Regions from separate parts of the Pan troglodytes genome. Here region 1 is linked to region 2. The links are chromatin contacts, called in public Hi-C maps. All regions are on one chromosome and are shown on one strand. Each heading gives the region's core, a stretch centred on a gene start, on an enhancer-like site or on the middle of the called end of the contact. The rest is flanking DNA. Distances are from core to core; before and after follow the strand shown. Region 1 holds the start of PI4K2B (phosphatidylinositol 4-kinase type 2 beta). Region 2 holds the start of SEPSECS (Sep (O-phosphoserine) tRNA:Sec (selenocysteine) tRNA synthase).

Region 1 (7,467 bases), core at 2,454-4,953, 74 kb after region 2:
TCAATTAACACTTTAGTGCAATAGGTGTGGACCATCAGGAAATGGCATCTCCCTGACCCTAGGTGCCAATGTATGACTTTTAGAGAGGCAATGTGATAACTGCTGAGCCATCACCCAACATTCCTGGTGGGTGGGAGAAGAGCCCTTTCCTGCCCTGCTCATGCCGTCTAATGGCCTGTAACAGCATGACTTTAGTAGGCTTTGGGAAATCAAGAGTTTTGAAGATTATTGGTAAAATAAAGACATTTGGTTGAAATTAGGTCAGACATTAGGTTTGCTAAATGCTTTAAGGTAATAAACTGCTTGTAAAAAAAAAAAGAATGACATTTCTCCAAATTTTGTGGAAAACATAAATCTACAGATTCAAGAAGTAGAGCAAAACCTAAGCAAGATATTTGTAAAGAAAATCATACCAAAAACATCGTGGTCAAACTATTGAAAATCAAAGAACCAAAGAACCAGAGAAAATCTTAAAGGCAGCTAGAGAAAATGACATAGCACAAGTCGGGTGTGTAAGTGGAGGGTTATGATTCAAAAACAATGAAGGCAAGAGGACAATAGAATGACATATTTACAGTTGAACTTAGATGGGTAAGGATAGCAATATCAACCCAGAAGTCTGTATCCAGAGGACACAGCATTTGAAAATGATGGTAAAATAAAGACAATTTCTAATAAATTAAAACTTAAATTTATCACCAGTGTATTAGTCTGTTTTCATGCTGCAGATGAGGACATACCTGAGACTGGGCAATTTACAAAAGAAAGAGGTTTATTGGACTTACAATTTCACATGGCTGGGGAGGCCTTGCAATTATGGGGGAAGGCAAAGAGGAGAAAGTCACATCTAACGTGGATGGGAGCGGGCAAGGAGAGCTTGGGCAGGGAAACTCCTGTTTTTCAAACCATCAGATCTCATGAGACTCACTTACCATCATGAAAACAGTACTGGAAAGATCTGCCCCCATGACTCAATCACCTCCCACCTCCCACCTCCCACAACACGTGGGAATTGAAGATGAGATTTGGTGGAGACACAGCCAAGCCATATTAATCAGCAAATCTGCATTATAAAATTTGTTTTTAATTCTTCAGAGGAAAGGGAAATGATACTAGATAGAAACTCTGATCTACAAAAAGGAAGGAAGAACACCGGAAGTTGTAACTATGTAGGTAATTTCTCTAAAAAAGCAATTAAGGCAAAAATTATTCACTGTATTTAAATATTTAGGTCTAGTATACATGACAGCAATAACATAAACGATGGGGCATAAATGGAATGACACTAAGTTCTTACCTCTTATGTCAAATAGTACAATATTGGCTCTTAGTACACTGAGATAATTTAAGGATGAGTATTGAAAACCCTAGTGTAAGCACTAAAAATTAATGTAAAGAAGTATAACAGAGGCCAGGCGTGGTGGCTCATGCCTGTAATCCTAGCACTTTGGGAGGCTCAGGTGGGTGGATCACAAGGTCAGGAGATCAAGAACATCTTGGCCAACATGGTGAAACCTCGTCTCTACTAAAAATACAAAAATTAGCTGGGCATGGTGGCATGTGCCTGTAGTCCCAGTTACTCAGAAGGCTGAGGCAGGAGAATAGCTTGAACCCAGGAGACAGAGGTTGCAGTAAGCCAAGATTGCACCACTGCACTCCTACCTGGGCAGCAAGAGTGAAACTCCATCTCAAAAAAAGAAAAAAAATAAGTATAACAGAAAGTCAATGGTGGAATGAAAATGAAATAATCAGAATTATTGAATTAATCCAAACGAAGGCAGGAAAGGAGGAACAGAGGAACCGAAAAGGTTAAAGCAAATAAAACCCAAATTGCAAAATAATAGATCTAAATCCAACCACATCATTATTACATTAAATGTAAATGGACCCCAAACTCCAATTAAAAGGCATTTACAGGCCAGGTGCAGTACCTCACACCTGTAATCCCAGCACTTTGGGAGGCCGAGGCGGGTGGATCATCTGAGGTCAGGAGTTCGAGACCAGCCTGGCCAATGTGGTGAAACCCTATCTCTACTAAAAAATACAAAAATTAGCCGTGCATGGTGGCAGGCACCTGTAATTACAGCTATTCTTTCTTTAAAGTGGAGAAGGCATCAAGGAAGAGGGTTGTAGGTGGTGAAGCAAATGGTTACATTTTTGCTAGACTTTAGGTAGTGCCCAGTAACTCTATGCTATGCATAAGATAAGGTGAATATTCAAAGAAAATGGAGTAAAGGAAGTTAATTATACAGATATCTCAGGTGAAGGAATGATTGATCTTATCCTTGTTCTGCATCTGGGAAGATAAGCTTGTAACTGAATTTATCCATGTGAAATTTAACAGACTTTAGTTGTACCAGTTTGATTTAGGTTGCAGACTTAAAGTTATACAATTGACATGTCCTTGTTTTATGGAAGGATATACATCTTGAAAGGTTTAAGGGCCAGTAAAGAATTTACTATGATTAATTTGTTGAGGACAGTCATCCTGAGACTGAGATGCATAAGGCTTTTTTTGCATTTTGAGGAGGGTCTGGCTAACATATAAAGTTTTAATACAACTATGGGAAGTAACAGCTATCCATTTGGGAAAAGCATTGTAGTGTTGGGTGACTTCAGTCTCCAGGCTTAACTCTCCCTTTGACATAACAAGTTGGGGGTGGGGGGGTGGTTCTGAGATTTTTATTTTCCTTTACAGGGTCAAAGAGGAAATCATAAAGGAAATTAAAAACTATTTTCAGCTGAAGGAAAACAGAAGCACAGTAGCAGGCCAGGCAAGGTGGCTTATGCTTGTAATCCCAGAATTTTGGGATGCTGAAGCAGGACGACTGCTTGAGACCAGGAGCTCAAGACCAATCTGGGCAACAGTGAGATCCCATCTCTACAAAAAATTTAAATTTAAAAATTAACAGGGTGTGGTCGTGCACACCTGCAGTTCCAGCTACTGTGTCTTCTACAGTTTAAAGCTGAGAAGATCCCTTGAGCTTAGGAGGTTGAGACTGCAGTGAGCTATGATTGTGTCACTGCACTCCAGCCTGGATAACACAGTGAGACCCTGTCTCAAAAACAACAACCACCAAGAAAAAAAAAAGGAGAATTCAGCTAAAGCAGTGCTTAGAGGGCAATTTATAGCCTTAAAATACTAGCATTGGAAAAGCAGAAAGATCCAGAATCAATCATCTTCTACTCTAAGCAACTAGAAAAAGAAGAGGAAATCAAAACTCAAGTGAGCAATAAAGAGCGAAATAAGGCAATGGACCAGAAAACAGAAAATCAATGGAACCAAAACATGACATTTTGAAAAGATTTAAAAATTGATAAACTTCTAGCTAGATTAGTCAGAAAAAAAAAAAACATACAAACTGCCACTATCAAGAACATCTGAACAAAGACAAGGTCCCTGCCCTCCTGGACGTCTACTGGAGGAAAGAAATGTCATACAATTAAATCTATAGTTACAGATTATGGTAAACTCTGAGAGAGAATTCTGTCGCGGAGAAGCCGATTTTGGTTGCAGGAGGGCACCTCTTTGAAAATTACTCACCTTCCCGCCCTCCACTGGGAGTAAAGCGAGCTGTGCCCAGCTTCTCCCCGCGCTCACGGAAGCAGGTGGCGGCCCCACCCCACCTGCCCCCTCAAAAGCCCCGCCCCCTGTTCACTCCCAGGTGCCCCGCTGCCGCCGCCGCCGCCGCCACGACCCTTCTGCGCAGGCGCGGGGGTGGTGCCTGGCGGAGGCGCGAGGTGGGGCGCGGCCGGCGGCGAGGCGGGACAACCGCTGGGCGGGCGCCAAGCGTGCCCGTGCGCTGGTGAGGTGGCGTCCGTTCTACCCGGTCGCTCCCGTTCCGCGCCATGCAGAGCCCAGTCTCTGGCACCTGGCTGCTCTGATCTGGTCTCAGCGCGGAGGGAGCAGAGGGAGTCCATGGAGGATCCCTCCGAGCCCGACCGGTTGGCGTCCGCGGACGGCGGGAGCCCGGAGGAGGAGGAGGAGGATGGGGAGCGGGAGCCGCTGCTACCGCGGATCGCCTGGGCCCACCCGCGGAGAGGCGCCCCAGGCAGCGCCGTGAGGCTGCTGGACGCTGCCGGGGAGGAGGGCGAGGCCGGCGACGAGGAGCTGCCCCTCCCGCCCGGGGACGCGGGGGTCTCGCGGAGTTCGCCCGCCGAGCTGGACCGGAGCCGCCCCGCGGTTTCAGGTGCGACCCGGCCCTGCCCCACTCCCCGCGCCCCTCCGGGCGGCTGCCCCTGTCGCCCGGCTCGGTCCTGTCTCCCGCGCGCGCTGGCCGAGGTGGACGGGCTTTCCCCGCTCGCTGGGCAGCAGCTCCCGAGCTCGGACCGGCGCCAGCCGCAGCCGCACCGCGGGCACCTAGCCTGCTCGCTCTTTCTCCGGGAGCTCCCTCTCCTAAGGCCAGTGGTTGTCATTAAACCGATTCTTTAGACCTCCCCGCAAAGTGAGTCTAAACTTCTAGAAACCGACACTGGGGAGAGGTTAACGCTGTAAAATGACGTAAGTCCTTGCTCAAGTTTGGACTTGACTTTTGAATTCAGAACCTTGAACTCTCAGGAAAGTTCCCGGAGTGGTGAATTTGCAAAGTGGATGACAAGAGAGAGATGGACAGCCAGAATATCCAGTTGCCACTGGGGCACGTTTCAAAACCTTTTTCTATTAAATGTTGTTATTATGAAGTTAGCCACAGGGGGCAAAAGCAGTTGAAAGTCTGTTCCTGCCCTCTTACAGTTTAGTTTCTCTTTCTTGATTTACTTCTAATACATAAGAAAACCAAAACGAAAAACCTCTTTTCGCTATTAAGCGGACTGATAACCTCAGGCGAAACAGGGCAGTTGAAATGATGTTGAAAGTTAAATTTAGGTATGCTGTGCAGGCCTGGATATTTATTAATAAAGTGAGTTTTTCTGGCGTGTTGAGTGGAGTTAGACAAATGTGATGGAAATAGCAAGAGACTTGTAAGACTCTCAGAGGTGAGACAGACTTGTTTGTAAAAAGGCGATGGTACACCTCCCTGCTGGTTGTGAGGATGGATTAAATGAGATGTTGTGCACCCGGTTGGTTTATGGCTTCACACATGACAACTTAAAAGCCACAGAAAATGGAAGTTTCTTTAACACTGCTTAGTTTTTTTTTGGAATTGTTAGATTTTAAATGTACTGTTAGTGGTACACTAATGTGTCCTCTACAGTTTAAAGGATTTTGGATAGAATCGGTCACTCAAGTTCTAGCTAGAGGCTACATTCAGGCATATTCTAGAGTAAATAAATCAGAGAATCCCAAGGGGAGCCGTTTGTCTGATTGTTTAAGCTTTAACCAACGTCTGCTCCCGTTATAATGTGACCTGATGGATGCATTGACGTTTAACCAAACAACGTGAAGCTGAAACCAGATCACAAACGGGTCTGCATTTGCCTAGCTACATGGGCAATTTGGGTATATGTTACTTAGAATTTAGTCTGTAAAATAGCTAGCTTGCCTTTTTCTGTCCCTTACCTTGTGTAAGCTACCTTGTGTACCTGGATTTTTAAAAGAGCCTAAAGCCTTCAAAATGCACTTGTTCTGTGAAAGTGAGGTGTTTTATAAACAAACAGTATTAAGGCTAGAAAAAAATCAAAGCGAGAGGCCAACGAGATGGCAGGCCTGTAATCCCATCCCAGCATTTTGGGAGGTCTAGGCAGGAGAATAGCTTGAGGCTGGAAGTTCGAGACCCACCTGGGCAACATAGCGAGATCCCCATCTCTATAAAAAATAAACAACAACAAAAATTCAAAGTGAGGATAGAGTATAGTGTTAGAATACAAATGGATTCTTAGAATTCCTACCTTTTTTAAAGGTAGTATCTTACCTGTATCACAGTTTACAATTTGCTGAGATCTTTCTTTAAAAAATATTTTATTCTCCACTGCACTCCAGCCTGGTTCTGTCTTGAGACAGAGCAAGACTCTGTCTCAAAAATAAATAAATAAATAAATAAATTTTATTCTCTGTTGGGTGCCATGGCTCATGCCTGTAATCCCAGCACTTTGGAAGGCCTAGGTGGGTGGATCATTTGAGGTCAGGAGTTTTCAGACCAGCCTGGCCAACATGGTGAAACCCCGCCTCTACTAAAAATATAAAAATTAGCCAGGCATGGTGGCGGGCGCCTGTAATTCCAGCTACTCGGGAGGCTGAGGCAGGAGAATCACTTCTGAACCCGAGAGGTGGAGGTTGCAGTGAGCAGAGATGGCTCCACTGCGCTCCAGCCTGGGTGACAGAGTGAGACTTTGTCTCAAAAAAAAAAAAAAATTATTTTCACAACAGCACAGCAAGTTAGTTGTTATTTGCCATTATTCTCGTTATGAGGATTCAGAATTAATAAACTGGTAATGACTGGTAGCTCAGGTCTTCAGAGGTAAATGGTTTGCCCGAAGTCAAATATCCAGGAAGTGATAAATCAGGAGGAAGCCTGGTTCTTTCTTCATCTTCTGCCCCTTTTCCGTTTTGCCGTGGGTCCACAAGTGTTATAAAATAATTGTGTCTGTGGTTATTTTGGAGGTTTTTACCTTTAATGGGACTTTAAAATAGTTTCTGTGAAAACTGTTTAAAAAATTTTTAAAGACTAAAATGTTCATGATTGAGTAATTTAATAATTTTTAAGTTTAGTTATTTTTTAAATGACTCCATTAACTTCATTTGTCCTTTACTGTCCGATTTCCATGAAACTACCTCACTAGTTCCAAGAAATTCTTGCCTTTAGATTAATATGAACATCATTTATGATGCTTAACTCTTACTTATATAAGCAAGAGGTTTATGTACTTTAGCCAGTGGAAGAATGTCATATGTCTGTTATCTTCAACAAGGCATTTAACAAAGCCTACAAACAGCATAAACCATAGTGTTGTTGGATCAGTGTCAAAGTGGAAGGATTAGTGCATTCCTTGTTCTAGTTATTTTAATCAGTGAATTCGGTAGTAATGATAGCTAATGCCTACATAGCAGTTAATATGTGCTAGGCATAGTTCTGTATGCTTCATATATATTAATTCATAACCAACCCTGTGATGTGAGTACTATTTTTGATTTTTTTTTTTGTTGTTTTTGGCAGTGGGTGGCTGTAGGGGTGGCAGTGGGGGAACAGAGTTTCATTCCTGTCACCCAGGCTGGATTGTAATGGCGTAATCTCGGCTAACTGCAACCTCCACTCCCCAGGTTCAAGCGATTCTCCTGCCTCACCCTCCCAAGTAGCTGGGATTACAGGCACATGCCTGGCTAATTTTGTATTTTTAGTAGAAACGGGGTTTCACCATGTTGGTCAGGCTGGTCTCGAACTCCTGACCTCAGATGATCCACCCGCCTCGGCTTCCCAGAGCACTGAGATTACAAGGCCACCATGCCTGGCCTTGTTCTCATTTTAAGAAAGTACAGAGAGAGGCTGGGCATGGTGGCTTACGCCTGTAATCCCAACACTTTGGGAGGCCTCT
Region 2 (7,384 bases), core at 3,074-5,573:
ACAAAGCAGTTGGCTACTGTATGGACACCTACAAATAAGAAGCAAAACAGAAATCTGTTATCCCACTAAGCACCCAGCATCCTTCTTGAGGAAATAATATATTTCATATATAAAATAGTAAGAGTCGTAGCCCTAGTGCTTCTGTTTCTGTACTCGCTCTTGGGAAGCTCAATGCCAAATTCAACTTCAGGGCTTATGGCTCTGATTTTCTATCTTATTCTAAAGACTTTTTATTTAAAAAAAAAAAAAGTCTTTTCGGCCGGGCGCGGTGGCTCATGCCTGTAATCCCAGCATTTTGGGAGGCCAAGGCGGGCGGATCACGAGGTCAGGAGATCGAGACTATCCTGGCTAACACGGTGAGACCCCCGTCTCTACTAAAAATACAAAAAAAAAATTAGCCAGGCGTGGCGGTGGGCGCCTGTAGTCCCAGCTGCTCGGGAGGCTGAGGCAGGAGAATGGCGTGAACCCGGGAGACGGAGCTTGCAGTGAGCCGAGATCGCGCCACTGCATTCCAGCCTGGGCGACAGAGCTAGATTCCGTCTCAAAAAAAAAAAAAAAAAAAAAGAAGAAGTCTTTTCAAAAGCCACTCATACTCTTTTTGGAAAGGGGCAATAATAAATGAAATGAGTCAGTGGTGTGTGTGTGTGTCCAGACAGCCAAAAGCATTATGATTAAGACAGTACATACCAGCCAGCTTTATAATGTCCAGGACCAAAGAATTGGTAATTTTGTTCAAAAGGCTAGAGCCTGCAGCTTTTGGTTGCACAGCAGAAATATCACCGGATCGTCCAATGCCATGAATGAACCTAAGCAAAAAATGGGCCAAAAACTGGACAAATACATTCAGCATTCCGAGTAATACAATGTACAAATATGCAAATATAATAACCAAAAAAACACCAGGAGCAATATTTGGCTGTTACAGATATATGTCACAAACTATTAATGATGTGGAACTCTCCTACTTAAATTGAAATAACTTCATCAATTATGCTGTGATAGCTAGTTTCCAAAGACGGCCACCATCAGTTCTTTTTCTCCCTATGCCCACATGCTACTCCCACACCAAGAGATGGAGTCTACTTCCTCTCCACTTGAATCTGGGCTGAATTTAGTAACTTGCTTGGCCAGGAAGAATCTAGCAGAAGTGACTGTGTGAAATTTTCATGCTAGGCAAACCTTCAGATGACTAAACTCTCAGCCAGTATCTGACTGCAACTACATGACAGACCCAAAGCAATACTCACCCTGCTGAGCCCAGTTATTCCAAAAAGCTATGAGAGGTAACAATAAATGTTTTAAGCCACTTAATTTTAGGGTGGTTTGTTCTGTAGCAATAGAAAACTAGAATACATGAAACATTAAATTATCTTTTTTTTTTTTTTTCTTTTTGAGACGGAGTCTCGCTCTGTCGCCCAGGCTGGAGTGCAGTGGCGCGATCTTGGTTCATTGCAAGCTCCACCTCCCAGGTTCCCGCCATTCTCCTGCCTCAGCCTCCCGTGTAGCTGGGACTACAGGCGCCCGCCACCACGCCCGGCTAATTTTTTTGTATTTTTAGTAGAGACGGGGTTTCACCATGTTAGCCAGGATGGTGTGGATCTCCTGACCTCGTGATCCGCCCGCCTTGGCCTCCCAAAGTGCTGAGATTACCGGCGTGAGCCACCGTGCCCGGCCAAATTATCTTTTTTCTTTACTTTTCCCCTAATTCCACACTGGGCTAAGTTCCAATGATGGTTCAAATATTGCCTTAATTTTAAAAGAACTATATGCTCCTAGAAAATCAGTGTGCAAATCTCATTTTAAATTAGACGATATTATACATTGTTTAAAGATATCTCTCAATACTCTTTAAAATAAAAAACCCTTTCGTAATTTGAGTAATTTCTAATTGACAGTCAAATATATCAGAAATTCGGTATAGGGGGATTATCGAAGAATACTAGTGCTGTACTTCCTCACCACTGAAATCTCATGTACAAAACATTTCTTACATATATTATCAACCATGTTATCAGCAAACTGTTAACTGAAATTTTCATCCAAGTTAGGCATTATCATCAGTTTTGACTGCAGTGGTTTTTACTGAAATACAAATTCTACGATGCCCAGGAAATTTTCATTATAATGTAAAAGCATGGAAGACAGGAGTTTCATTTAAAAGAGTTTACATTTCACAGAAAGGTTAGTGGACAGAGCAATGAGTGATCATATTAACTACCAATTAACTACCAATTAAATCGTTATCAGAATTGATGAAAAGCTTTCTGCAATAATGCAAAAGAAAAAGGTCACTTAATAATCTAATACACCTTTCCTTGTATCTATTGCAACAGAGAGGTATTTATAAAATGGGATTCAGTTTAAACACAGTTTAAAACAAAATTTAAAGTTGATAACTATAAATCATTCTAAAAAAAAAACACTACCAATGTTAGAAAAGAAATATGGAAAGCTATAAACAACCTTAATGGATTTTGAACTCTTACAGCCAGATATGTTTATTAGGGTAACCGTTCCTAAGAAAACGTATAGCCTGTGTTAGTCACCCAGAACCTGACAGGGTAACCCCCACTTAGTTTTACTCTATTGTCTTTGAAAAGCATCTGCTGAGATAAAATTGTTTCCATCTCCCTGTTGCATTTGGCTTACATATCCATTAGAGCAGGGAAGAAGTGGTTTACAAACTGACATCTGATAATCTAATAAGATGAATACTGCTGCCATTATTTTGAACCAAAAATAAATAAACGATATATCTCCTGTACTACTTAAAAAAAGATACCTGTAATGACGACGAGCAACCAGTGCGGATGCCACTCTCCCTTCCCTTTCTCCCACACCACAATTGCCTAAGAAATTGTTGCTGTCCATGATTGCAAGTTCATGTAAAAAGAGTTCAAGTGTACTTTCATCCCAGCCATTCTCTGGACACTTGCCCTTAAAAAAAAAAAAAAAAAAACTTATGATTATATTTAATAAAACTACCGTTCTCTAGAATACTACAGGAATACATTTTGTCTTTTAAACGTGTATTTTGCCAAGCTCCTTGTTTTCTAAAATTCAGGCATAAATTCACCACTATATAGAGACCGCAAAGAGGCAAAACGTTTGTACATTTGATTACAATTATTTACAGATTTCGAGAAGTGATGATAAATGCATACAATGAGGTTTACTCAGATATTTAAATTTCCGTAAGTGAAACTAACTGAAAACCAATACACCACAACCCCAATGAAGATGCTTCAAACCAGGGCGTTACGATTGGGGCGGTGGGACGTGGAGAAGGGTGGTAGTTGTCAAACTTTAATGAAATTTTGGCCACGCGTTGTAGCTCACGCCTGTAATCCGAGCACTTTGGAAGGCCAAGAATGGCCGATCACTTGAAGTCAGGAGTTTGAGATCAGCCTGGCCAACATGGTGAAACCCCATCTCTACTAAAAATACAAACATTAACCGGGTGTGGTGGCGGGCGCCTGTAGTCCCAGCTACTCGGGAGGCTGAGGCAGGAGAATGGCGTGAACCCGGGAGGCGGAGGCTGCAGTGAGCCGAGATCGCGACACTGCATTCCAGCCTGGGCGAAAGAGCGAGACTCTGTTTCAAAAAAACAAAACACAACAAAACTTTTAATGAAATTAAAATACATGAACGCTGGCAGGAGGGAGACCTGTGAAGTTCCGCGGAAAGCTCGTGGTTCGAGTTAGCATACAGTCTACAAACACCATTATGTGTTCTGAGTCGTTGAGGGTGGTGAAAGATGGAGGTGCGAACTTTGCCCTTTCCGCGAATAAAAAAGTACACTGGGACTTTCCCTCACTTCCGCATCCCGAAGTTAGAAACAGCGGGACTCAAAACCCCGACCCCAACACCCCCTCCTAACAACACCATTTGGCTTTCACTGGCTTTGGCAAGGCTGAGAAGGCACAGACCGCAGTCGATCAGCTAGGGCAAGCCAAGCTGAGACAGACTTGGGACTAGTCTCAAGCAGCAAAGAGCTGCCGGTGAGGCAGCACCAGCGGGGACGCCCGGCGGAGCCAGAGCCCCGGGGTCGCGGCGGCTGGGGAGGGGACCGACAGCTCGGTACCTTCTCCAGAAGCAGCCGTATGAGGTGCTCATGCGAGCGGCGGGCCTCACAGCCCTGCCGCACGTAAGCCGGCGACACCAGCCGCTCTCCCGCCGCGAAGCTCTCGCGGTTCATGACAGCGGTGGCGACAGTGGCGAATAAGCGGGAGCACTAGCTCCACACGCCAGACACACGACGGAACCGGAATGCAACTCGCCGCCTGGACGGTACGGCAGCGCCTTGGGACAAAAAAAAACAAACAAACAAAAAAAAAAAAAACACTTGTCGTTCGTGCACATGCGCAGACCTTCTCAGATGGCGCTCCAGGAGGAAGTTGGCGTATTTGAGCATGCGCGAGGGAGTCCGCGCTTTTCGCTGACTTCAGGCAAAGGAGGGACTGAAATTAGCCCCGCCCCGCTGCGGCTGATTCGTCTAGTTAAACCCTGGTGTTCCTGATACGAACTTCAGGAGAGGATTTTGCACTTGTGCAGACCGGGCGAGCAAAGTAAGAAGCAGGTACGTGGGTTTTTCCAAGTTCTGTGTTTCAGTCCTGTTGGATGGTTGAGATCTGTGCAGAGTCTGTGCTTCCGCCTTATTCAAACTGTCAGACGCCAGAACCTTCGATCTTTACTTTGATACATTTCCACACTTACTACTGCCTCACAACCCCATAGGAAATAGCAGTGCCCCACTCCTTTTCCCCTTGACACTACTGTTTAGCCATAGCACTTACCACTCACCACGTGACATGCCAGACGTTTGTTTATACACACACACACACACCCATACCCACGAATGTAAACTCTCTAACCTAACGGCAGGGCCTCGGTTTTTGCTGCGGTGCCCCCTTCCCCCGGGCACCTAAAACAGTGCCCAGAATAAAGTAGGGCCTAAAAAAAAAGTTGATATTGAATTAATGAATTAGTTTGACCATTCTGAAACTATCCCCAAGAACATTTTGTAAAATTGATTAAGGAGGGGAAAAAAATCCAACTAGGCTTACAGCTGCTGTTATTCAGCCAGCCTGCCGTGTGGCCGACTTTCTTGTAGCTGGTTGCTACTTACTACCCCATGAGAATGTGGCCCTTGTCACAAGAGTCTTCATTCTTTTTCTGCTCTATAGATAAAATCTAGAGATTATGAGAAGATAAGCTTTCTGTTTGCATTGCTTCTTTAGGTCCCGCATACCAACAAAACTAAGGATGCCAGCTTGTCTGGAAGGCCCAATAAAAAGCTGATTCATGGAGGAATGAAATTGTCACATCCTAATGATTTCATCTCCCTTACCCCAACGAATCGGTAACCCCAAATTTTCCAGCCCCTCACCCTCCACAAATCCCCTTAAAAACCTTTGCCTAGAACCCCTTGATGAAATGGATTGAAGCTTGAGAACTCTTCCTGTTTCCTGGCTTGTAACTTGTGATTATTAAAACTCTTTCTCTGCTGCAAGCCTGCTGTCGGAATATTGGTCTGTTTCTGCACAGCCGGCATAGGAACCTGGCAGTGCTGTAACAGTTCAACAACTTAGAGGTTCACTGCTGGAGATCCCTGCCTCCAGTTTCCTTACAATCTTCATCTTATGTGAGCCTACAGTAATTCCTGACATTGCTTTCACCTGGTGGTTTGTCCATTTGCACTGATTCACACCCACTTGCAAGAGCTGATTGTTAAATGTTCAGTGATTTTGTGAGCTAGTTTTCAAATACAGCCACTCAAAAATTATATTACAAGCAAAAGTAAAAATACTCAAAATTTGTCACTTCCTAATTATTTTACATTTTACTATTATCTATGCTCTTCAGGTTATTTACATGCATTTTATCTATATGGTGGAAATTCAATGTAATGTTATACTACTGCACATCTTCCAACTCCTCTTTTGATGATGTCACGTTGGCCATGGTGGGAGCATTTACACCATGGAAGTCAGTGAACACTGCTAATCAGGCCCTTACACTCCAACCCACTCCCCTAGAAGTCAGTTGTTCAACATGTACCAGCTCATCACTGTTTCTACTGCATGTTCCCATGGCATCCAGCTATTAATATAAATCAGTCTATTTACGGTATTTGTTGAATTGCATTTCAATTGTTAATTTTCTGTCTCAACTAGACTGTGAACTCCTGGTTCACAAGGGCTATACCAATATCTGTGTTCAAAGCACAGCACTAAATACATAATAGCTGTTTGATAAATATTTGTTGAATGACATAGAGCATTTAACTACTTTAAACAGAAAGGTAAACCACAAAACAACAAGAATTTAGCGTACTTTCTAAAATGAGTATTTTTCAAACTTTTGGAAAGTTGAGTTCCTATTCTCAAAATGCAACTATTTTTGCAACTTCTTTGGAAAAGCCTTCAAAGCTGCTTTGTCAATCACATGCAAAATGTGCAAAAATCCCAAAATTAATGTCATTACTGAATGGACACGCCAGGTTTTTGAGCCAGCTTCTTCTCTCACCTTATTCACCACCTTACTTCAGAAAAATGTTTGTCTGTTTCCAAAAATTAGTCATTGTCAAGATATGCATTCATTAAAGGTATTCAAAAGATACCAGCTTTGGAAGCAATTTCAAGAGAAGTATTCTAAAATTACTTTCATCCATTCACTCATCCAACAAATATTTATCCATATGCCCATTTTACAGATCAGGAAAGCAAAGCTCAAGAAGTTTGAGTAATGTATTTAAGGTTATACAATGAGTGACACTAGCAGAATTTAAACCTGTGTGTTCTGGACCTATTTTAAATGATGCTATCTATTAAAAATAGTATGTAATTATTATTTTAAAATAGTAGTTTGTAACTACTATTTTAAAATAGTATGTAATTACTATTTTTAATAATAGTATGTAATTACTATTTTTAATAGGGCAACATCAGAATAACCTCATGGTCTTTACAAGATGAAGCATCATTTAAAATAGGTCCAGAACACACAGGTTTAAATTCTGCTAGGGTCACTAGTTGTATAACCTTAAATACATTACTCAAACTTCCTGAGCTTTGCTTTCTTTATCTGTAAAATGGGGATATGGAAGAGGCAGTTATGATGATTAAATGAGAGGTAATTGCTCAATGACATCTTCCCCTAGATAGACTGACTATACAAATGGACAATGGCCAGATCATATGTGATAACAGAACTCTCACCTACAACCTCTCTAGCAACTAGCCTTCCAAACCACCACCTCTGCAGCAATCAGCCAAGAATGGTTAAGACTTGGGCAATGACTGCCAGCTTCCCTCTTTTATTACTCGCTTCTAACTTAAGACCAACCAGAGAAAGCTAAATATCCTCCTTAAATTACATAAGA

The links. Hi-C and Micro-C count contacts between places; a contact is called where the count stands out from the background.
Region 1: a Hi-C map of stem cell-derived neural progenitor cells shows a contact between it and region 2, with 2.2 times the contacts expected there. The contact joins the promoter of PI4K2B here to the promoter of SEPSECS in region 2. A contact is called at or near these places in 1 of 7 Hi-C or Micro-C datasets (stem cell-derived neural progenitor cells) and 1 of 1 datasets of contacts at active chromatin or transcription factors (stem cell-derived excitatory neurons).

Annotation. Positions count from the first base shown.
Region 1 is chr3:25,695,946-25,703,412 of NHGRI_mPanTro3-v2.0_pri, forward strand. It overlaps PI4K2B (phosphatidylinositol 4-kinase type 2 beta), which reads left to right and starts at 3,704. Exons shown (of 10, transcript XM_003310263.7): 1 at 3,704-4,190. The coding sequence starts at 3,920. It overlaps LOC104006007 (a long non-coding RNA gene), which reads right to left and starts at 3,637. Exons shown (of 5, transcript XR_010156496.1): 1 at 3,545-3,637.
Region 2 is chr3:25,621,755-25,629,138 of NHGRI_mPanTro3-v2.0_pri, forward strand. It overlaps SEPSECS (Sep (O-phosphoserine) tRNA:Sec (selenocysteine) tRNA synthase), which reads right to left and starts at 4,324. Exons shown (of 15, transcript XR_010156495.1): 1 at 4,085-4,324; 2 at 3,458-3,594; 3 at 2,783-2,937; 4 at 688-806; 5 at 1-28. It overlaps LOC129143705 (a long non-coding RNA gene), which reads left to right and starts at 4,403. Exons shown (of 2, transcript XR_008547465.2): 1 at 4,403-4,579.